Regions from separate parts of the Zea mays genome. Here region 1 is linked to region 2. The links are chromatin contacts, called in public Hi-C maps. All regions are on one chromosome and are shown on one strand. The core of a region is the stretch at or near the end of the contact, and the rest is flanking DNA. Distances in the headings are between cores, read along the strand shown. Region 1 holds the start of LOC103629196 (AP2-like ethylene-responsive transcription factor TOE3). Region 2 has its middle 10 kb from the start of LOC103629193.

Evidence for each region. Hi-C and Micro-C count contacts between places; a contact is called where the count stands out from the background.
Region 1: a Hi-C map of leaf shows a contact between it and region 2, with 2.0 times the contacts expected there. The contact joins the promoter of LOC103629196 here to the enhancer-like site in region 2. A contact is called at or near these places in 4 of 25 Hi-C or Micro-C datasets (bundle sheath, ear and leaf).

The regions. Positions count from the first base shown.
Region 1 is chr6:36,818,408-36,821,940 of Zm-B73-REFERENCE-NAM-5.0, forward strand. LOC103629196 (AP2-like ethylene-responsive transcription factor TOE3) reads left to right here and starts at 1,260. Exons shown (of 10, transcript NM_001328266.1): 1 at 1,260-2,246; 2 at 2,364-2,389; 3 at 2,511-2,541; 4 at 2,635-2,722; 5 at 2,800-2,945; 6 at 3,291-3,335; 7 at 3,439-3,533. The coding sequence starts at 1,735.
Region 2 is chr6:36,615,917-36,619,571 of Zm-B73-REFERENCE-NAM-5.0, forward strand. No RefSeq gene overlaps it. Among protein-coding and RNA genes, the nearest start is that of LOC103629193, 10 kb to the left of the region's middle. Within about 2 kb of position 1,640, at least 17 of the 20 cell types and tissues checked have an H3K27ac peak or open chromatin away from gene starts, as enhancers often do. A contact at or near this core is called in bundle sheath, ear and leaf, where this site is marked.

The DNA.
Region 1 (3,533 bases), core at 10-2,509, 200 kb after region 2:
TAGAGTGCGCGGTGACGGCACAAACGGTCTGCATGTGAATAGAATAAGTTAGCCCTAGTTTAGCCTTCCTCTACCTCAATTCTTCGCCTCTCTTCAGCTCTATGTTGACTAGAAACGCCTTGGGTGACCTGTCGACCATAAGAAAACCCTTGGATCTCTCCTCCCGACGCGGTCCCTCACGGGAGGCGAGATTCAGGTTCTTCGTGATAAAATCGGTTCGGGTACAGATATTTTTTGCCGCCCGTGGGTTACCCGTGGATATTCGTAAAAACTAAAAAACTAGTGAACATGTATCATGAAGACTTAAAGTGTTTCCATATTATATTCTGTATGCCTGTGTTGACGCATAATTCATGAAGACTTGTTTGAAGTGTTCCATGTACGCATAAGTTTTCTGGAATTTTTGCTGGTTATGATTGTATTTTCTGGAATTTTCTATATTATATATATATATATATACCCGATATCCGACGGGTACGGACACGAGTATAATTTTTTTATCCGCGAGTACAGTTGCGGGTGGGTATGGCTAATATCCGCGGGTACGGTCGTGGACGGGTATTTATTATACTCGACCTGTGACATCCCTAATAGTGTTTGGTGCCCTATCGACGTCCGCACAACCTAAAAATCTTGTCACGACACACAGAAAAAATAAGTCTTTCTACTCTATTACATCTATGAGGGTAGAAAATGTTTTTCTTATACATGGTACACATGCACGCTAACATAATAACATGCATTATTTGCAATGCTCATCGCTTGCAAGACTCATTTCTCAAACAAAGAGAAATTGTTCCTTCACGGTCCTCAAACAGCCTAGTCTATGGTAGGCAGGCAGGAGAAGCCGAGGAGGAAGCACCTGCCAAAACGGAGAGAGGAGATATTTTCGACCAGCGCGACATGCATGGCATGGCAAACTATATATCGTCATCATCATTATTATCATCTGACCCTCTTTTTTTTTCACTCTCACTCCCATGTTTTTATTCCCGGGCGGGGCCGTGTGGGTGTGGGTTGGGATGGCCGGATTGGGGTCCCGGGGTGGAGAAATGACAAATCCAGGCCCGCAGGCGGCCACCCACCAAATCGGACGACGCAGGGTGCCCAAATCAGGAAGGATTTTAAGGTTAACCGGCCACCGGCGGTGACCGACGCCCCACCCCACTCTCCTTCTCCTATTCTATCTATATATCACCCGCCTCTTTTTTCTCCCTCACTCCGCCACACCTTCCCTCTTCTTCCTCAGCTCCGTCGCCCACCGCCGGAGCTCCGAAAGGCCCCGCGCCCGCCGCCTTTCCTGTAAAAAACCCAACCTTTAGCTAGCTAACCGCTCCTCTTCTCCCCCTACTCCCCTTGCCCAAATCAGAGAAGATATTTAACGGAGGAGGGGAAGGAGAGGATATTTAGCTGATTGTTGATTGGTGGTCCGGGGTACGGTGTTCTTGAGTCGTGAAGCGACCGTACAGTGGCTAGGGCCGTCTCCGGGTTGCGTGCAGGATGGTCGTCAGAGATCGGGAGTGAGGAGGCAGCTCGTGGTCGTGGAGGCTAAATGTACCGCAAGAACGACTCGGCACTCTCCTGTTTCTACCTCTTCCTCCTCTGGTTCTTCTTCTTGAAATAGACCAGCGCCAGCCACCAGGTAGCTACCTACTAGCTAGCAGCCCAGTTGCGACTGGGGACGGGCTGCTGCTTGCAAGTTGGAATCTTGGAGCAGGAGCAGAGGAGCGGGAGATGGAGCTGGATCTGAACGTGGCCGAGGTGGCGCCGGAGAAGCCATCGGCGGCGCTGGAGGCGAGCGACTCGGGGTCCTCGGGCTCGTCGGTGCTGAACGCGGAGGCGGCATCGGCGGGCGGCGGGGGGCCCGCGCCGGGGGAGGAGGGGTCAAGCTCGACGCCGGCCGTGCTCGAGTTCAGCATCCTCAGGAGCGACAGCGACGCGGCCGGCGCGGACGCCGACGACGGCGACGCCACGCCGTCGCCACCTCGCCACCACCAGCAGCAGCTCGTCACCCGGGAGCTCTTCCCGGCGCCGCAGCATTGGGCCGAGCTCGGCTTCTTCCGCGCCGGCCCGCAGCAGCAGCCGGACATCAGGGTCCTGCCGCACCCGCACCCGTACCCGCCCCCGCCGCCGCCCGCGCAGCCGCAGCAGGCCAAGAAGAGCCGCCGCGGCCCGCGCTCCCGCAGCTCGCAGTACCGCGGCGTCACCTTCTACCGCCGCACCGGCCGCTGGGAGTCCCACATCTGGTCAGTAGCACTGCAAGCTCACCATGCGCCCTTTCACCTACCGACCAATAATCGCTTGTGATTCTGACACCCAAATGTTTCGTCTTCCTGTGCTGTCCTGTTCCTCGGAAATGGCAGGGATTGCGGGAAGCAGGTGTACTTAGGTGAGCAGCAATAAGCAGATCGATCTGCAGCATAAATTTCCCGTTATTAACTAGTTCGTGATCTCGATCGAATGGCCTAATTAACCGATTCGGTGATCTGGCCGATGGCCAATCTACGCAGGTGGATTCGACACTGCTCATGCCGCTGCAAGGTAACGATCAATCCATCCATCCACCCTTGTCTAGCTACCCCACCGACCGGCCGGATTAATGGACCGCTAGCTCTCGGGACGGGCTTGCTGCAGGGCGTACGACCGAGCGGCGATCAAGTTCCGCGGCGTCGACGCCGACATAAACTTCAACCTCAGCGACTACGACGACGATATGAAGCAGGTACATACACGAGTGTTCTTGCAGCTAGCACCGACTGAAACATCTGCTGAACGTACACGCATGGCCCTGTGCACCAGATGAAGAGCCTGTCCAAGGAGGAGTTCGTTCACGCCCTGCGGCGGCAGAGCACCGGCTTCTCCCGCGGCAGCTCCAAGTACAGGGGCGTCACCCTGCACAAGTGCGGCCGCTGGGAGGCGCGCATGGGGCAGTTCCTCGGCAAGAAGTAAGAAACAACACTTCGTTTGCAGGCGCTGTACTTTGCTGCAGATTATTTCATTTCATCCTTGCATGTGCCTTTCCTTTCCATCCACTCACTTGATGGCTGTAGTCTCGATAGAGTTCGTTCGTTCGTACTTCGCACCAGATGAACTCCCACGCACATGATTTAGTACTAGTTTTACCATGCATTGTTCAGTAAAAGTATATGCTTGCTTGATCAGTGGTTGTTTCAATCAGAAGATTAAAAAAACGGAATATTAATATAAAAAAAAGGGGAAGTGGCTAGGGAATTCCTCAGTCCTAGCTAGCTAGCTCACCGGTGGGAACGCCATGCTTGGCTTGGGTGCAGGTACATATATCTTGGGCTATTCGACAGCGAAGTAGAGGCTGCAAGGTTGTTCACCTCGGACGATTCTGCCATTTGTTCATATACACCATGCCTTTTGATTTCTCTCTTGCAATTTCTCTTCTTTTATCATGGCTTTTGATTCCCAAAGGGTTGAGTACCGACTCGATATTCGATTCTCCCTGCCGTTTCGTGACCCCAGGGCGTACGACAAGGCCGCGATCAAATGCAACGGTAGAGAGGCCG
Region 2 (3,655 bases), core at 390-2,889:
TGCGATTTTTACGCCGTAATTTTAGGCCTCGTTTGCTGTTACAAAACAGATATAAGATTTACGCTAAATTTCGTACTCATTTACGCTGTTTTAGGTCACGTTTTACGCTGCAATCCGCTCGAGCCAGAACCAGAACCAGAACCAGATCGAGCGCGCGTAGATATACCTGACTGGGGCTTCCCATACTAATGGAAGCCCAGGGCTCCAATTACCATCACCCTATACATACATATATATATATATATTAGGATTGCCGACTTCAAGTGTTTACTTATCATTCGGGTCTGAATTTTAAAAAATCAAAAATAAATCTTGTCAAAGTATGGAAAAGAAGGAACCTGGCGTTCAGCACGAGTAGCATCCATATCAGGCAAAGGAAAAAAAACGATGATCGAGGAAGAGAGTGAGAAAAAAAGTAAATTGAAAGTAACCTTATTTTGATGAAGACTTGAAAGTAATCGTGTTTTGATGAACACAACAAAACTGTTGAATATGTTCTAGTTATCATACTGATGGGAAATAATAAAAAACTCCCCAAGATTTTGTGATATCCATTAGATTAGAATTAAAGAGCAAAATTAATGAAGATGTTCTAGCTACCCATGAGCAGATCTGTAGCATTATTCATTCTTGACATGTTCGATAGCAGCCCAAAAAAATACCCCACAAAATCACAATTTTAACTAATAAGCGAGATTATTCTATGCAATCAACCAACAAAAATTGTTGTGGTGCCTTTGAAAAGAGTTAATGCATAGTTAAATTTATTATTTCACAAAGGCGCATACTCATTGCATTTTCTTTTGCAAATCACATAAACAGGTTAATCATATCATGGGTATCGGGAGACAAATCACATAAACAAAGCAGCGACGTATGAATTGGGCGGCATCGGGCAGGGCCTGTGGTGGCGCGAGAATAGGTCTTTGGTGGGGTGGGGGTGCATCTGGGGTGGGGTCGGTGGCGATGCGAGGAGGAGCATGAGGGGCCTGGTGGTGGCGAGAGGAGGAGCGTGAGGGGCCCAGTGACGACGCCTATCGCGGTTGGGAGTGGCTGCGTGGAGAGGGGAACGCGAGGCGGGGGCGCTCGGGCGGGGATAGGGGGGGGCACCAGGGTGTGCACGCTGACATTATTGTCTTAATAGAGTAGTATATATATTTGAGATACGATAGGAGTAGCACACGTGAAGTATAGATATTTGAGATACGATGGGAGTAGCACACATGTGAAACCAGCTGCACTAGACGGGAGCAAAAGTCAGGACGGGCCTAGAATCTAATGACAATGGGGAAGTTTTCGTTGTAAAAGTAGACGAACGAAATAATGGTCCTACCAATGGGTTTTTCTTGCCTAGATAGAGAAAATCTCTTCCTAGCTAGAAGGTCAGCGGAACAGGACAAGTCATCAGACCCGTGCTCGGCTGGGCTTGCTTTGCTTCAAACGGAAACCTGTTTCAACTTTGAAAGGCAGGCATCCATGGTTATTTAGAACGGAGGGATGGGAACGGACAGATGGAGGATGTGGTGCGCCGAGCCGCCGCCGACGACTTGACGGTGCAACAAGAGCTAGCGAGAGGAACCTAGCACCACACAGACGCAGCAGTGCCGTCCACACACACGGCAGCGTTTGACGGCGACGGGATGCGACGAGAGGGAAATCATTAAAAAGAACCAAGTACAGTGGGCCCCGGCCCCGCAGTGGCGTCGCTGTCCGGCGGAGAGGCACAAAAGTAGGCTACCGGTGGTGCCGACGGAGCTTTCCGGACTCGGAAGGTCCGTGGTCTATGACTCTATGTATACGAGGACGGACGGACCGACGGAGGATCCGGGCAACCGGCGGCAGGCAAATTCGACCTGGAAATCAAGTGCCACGCGTCCTAAATTTTTTTATATTTTCGATTACGGATAAAAAGTACTGAGAAAACAAATGATTCTAATATATATATATATATATATATATATATATATATATATATATATATATAAACTTCTCAAGATTAGATTAGAATCCACACAAAGTTTAGTTATAGAAACCTATGTTTCCTTTTAACTTAAACTAGTCGGTTGTCCGTGCGCTGCGACGGCTTACAACAATAACCACGTAAACTATCCACTAAAAAAATCTCAAAATTTTTTATTGATTGCCTCCGCTCTTCGTATAATATTTTTTTGATTTGACTAACTGATGTTATTGTTTACTCCATCCAATCTGTCTCGGTACAATACGGCCAATAAAGTGAGCGATTAGAAGAGAGTTCACAACGACTGACTGAACGAACAGAGATTATAGAATAACATAATCCACCATACAGAGACCAAATAAGAGAATGTTTGTGAGCTCAAGTTTCTAAAATAAGTCACATGAACTCAAACTTACAAAAAAGATAGATCAAAATATGGAGTGGTTGCTAAAGTCAGGCATCAATAAAAACTGGATGCGCTCCATATAAATTATGCTACTTCATATCAATTACTAATGTTTAAAACCAACAAATAACCTTTCATTTTACTGTTAGTGTGAAAAACCATTGTTGCTCCATCCAATTCAGTAACCTCAAACACCATAAAATTCATTGCGTCAATGTGGTCTCAGAAACGATCTAATGCTTGCAAGAGCCAAGAACGTCGTGTCGTGCTTGGGTTGTAGCCTCGGTCCGTAGTGCTGGCCTAGCCCGGCACTATTTTTTTTATTTTACAAAAAACGTATATACATATATATATATACATTCAATATTTAAAACATTTGAGAATGATGTTCTACTGGTTAGACAGCTTTACCTAGTGTCTCTCGTCCTTCTTCCATCACGGCATGAGTTCGAACTCCACCTCCTGCACTGTTTTATAACATTTTACGCTGATTTAACCAAATGGGCTAACGGACCGACCCGACACAGTCAGCAGACCGACATGACGTGCCTGGGCATAGCTGTGGCCCGCGGGCTTCTGGTGCGTACCGAGCCGCCGTTTGTTCATCTATATCCTTCTTCCATCACGACATGAGTTTGAACTCCACCTCCTGCACCGTTTTATAACATTTTACGCTGATTTAACCAAATGGGCTAACGGACCGACCCGACACAGTCAGTAGACCGGCATGACGTGCCTGGGCATAGCTGTGGCCCGCGGGCGTCTGGCCTGTACCGAGCCGCCGTTTGTTCATCTATATGTGGAGGTGTGTTCTGGGACGTGGAGATTGGTTGCGCGAACCAGACCCAAACAGACGTACAACGAGTTAATTTGAAATAGCTGTGAGGGGTTATTTGTAAAAAGATGACGCGAGACGATCGTTGAAACTGACGCTTTAAGTATAGTAGAGATTGATAGATTTCACATAATATTTTTTTTTACCTTTTTGGAACCTTCTTTATACTTTTCTACTACGAGCATAATCTACTTTTAGATGCTCTTGAATACTTTCATGAGCTTCAAGCACTTCTTATTATGAGCATAATGTGTTTATTAATTTGATAGATTTTTTGGTCGACGTGATGTTTGCTTAATTGTTTGCTGTCTATGCATTACGAGTGTGTAAGTTTTCGGAAACATGTCTAGTACCATGACTCTCTTCTTAACATGTCTTTGCCCTTTTTCTTATCAAATTGCTACTTTCTTCATCTTAATATTTTTTCTTATGAGCTTCCTAATTTTTTTCTCTA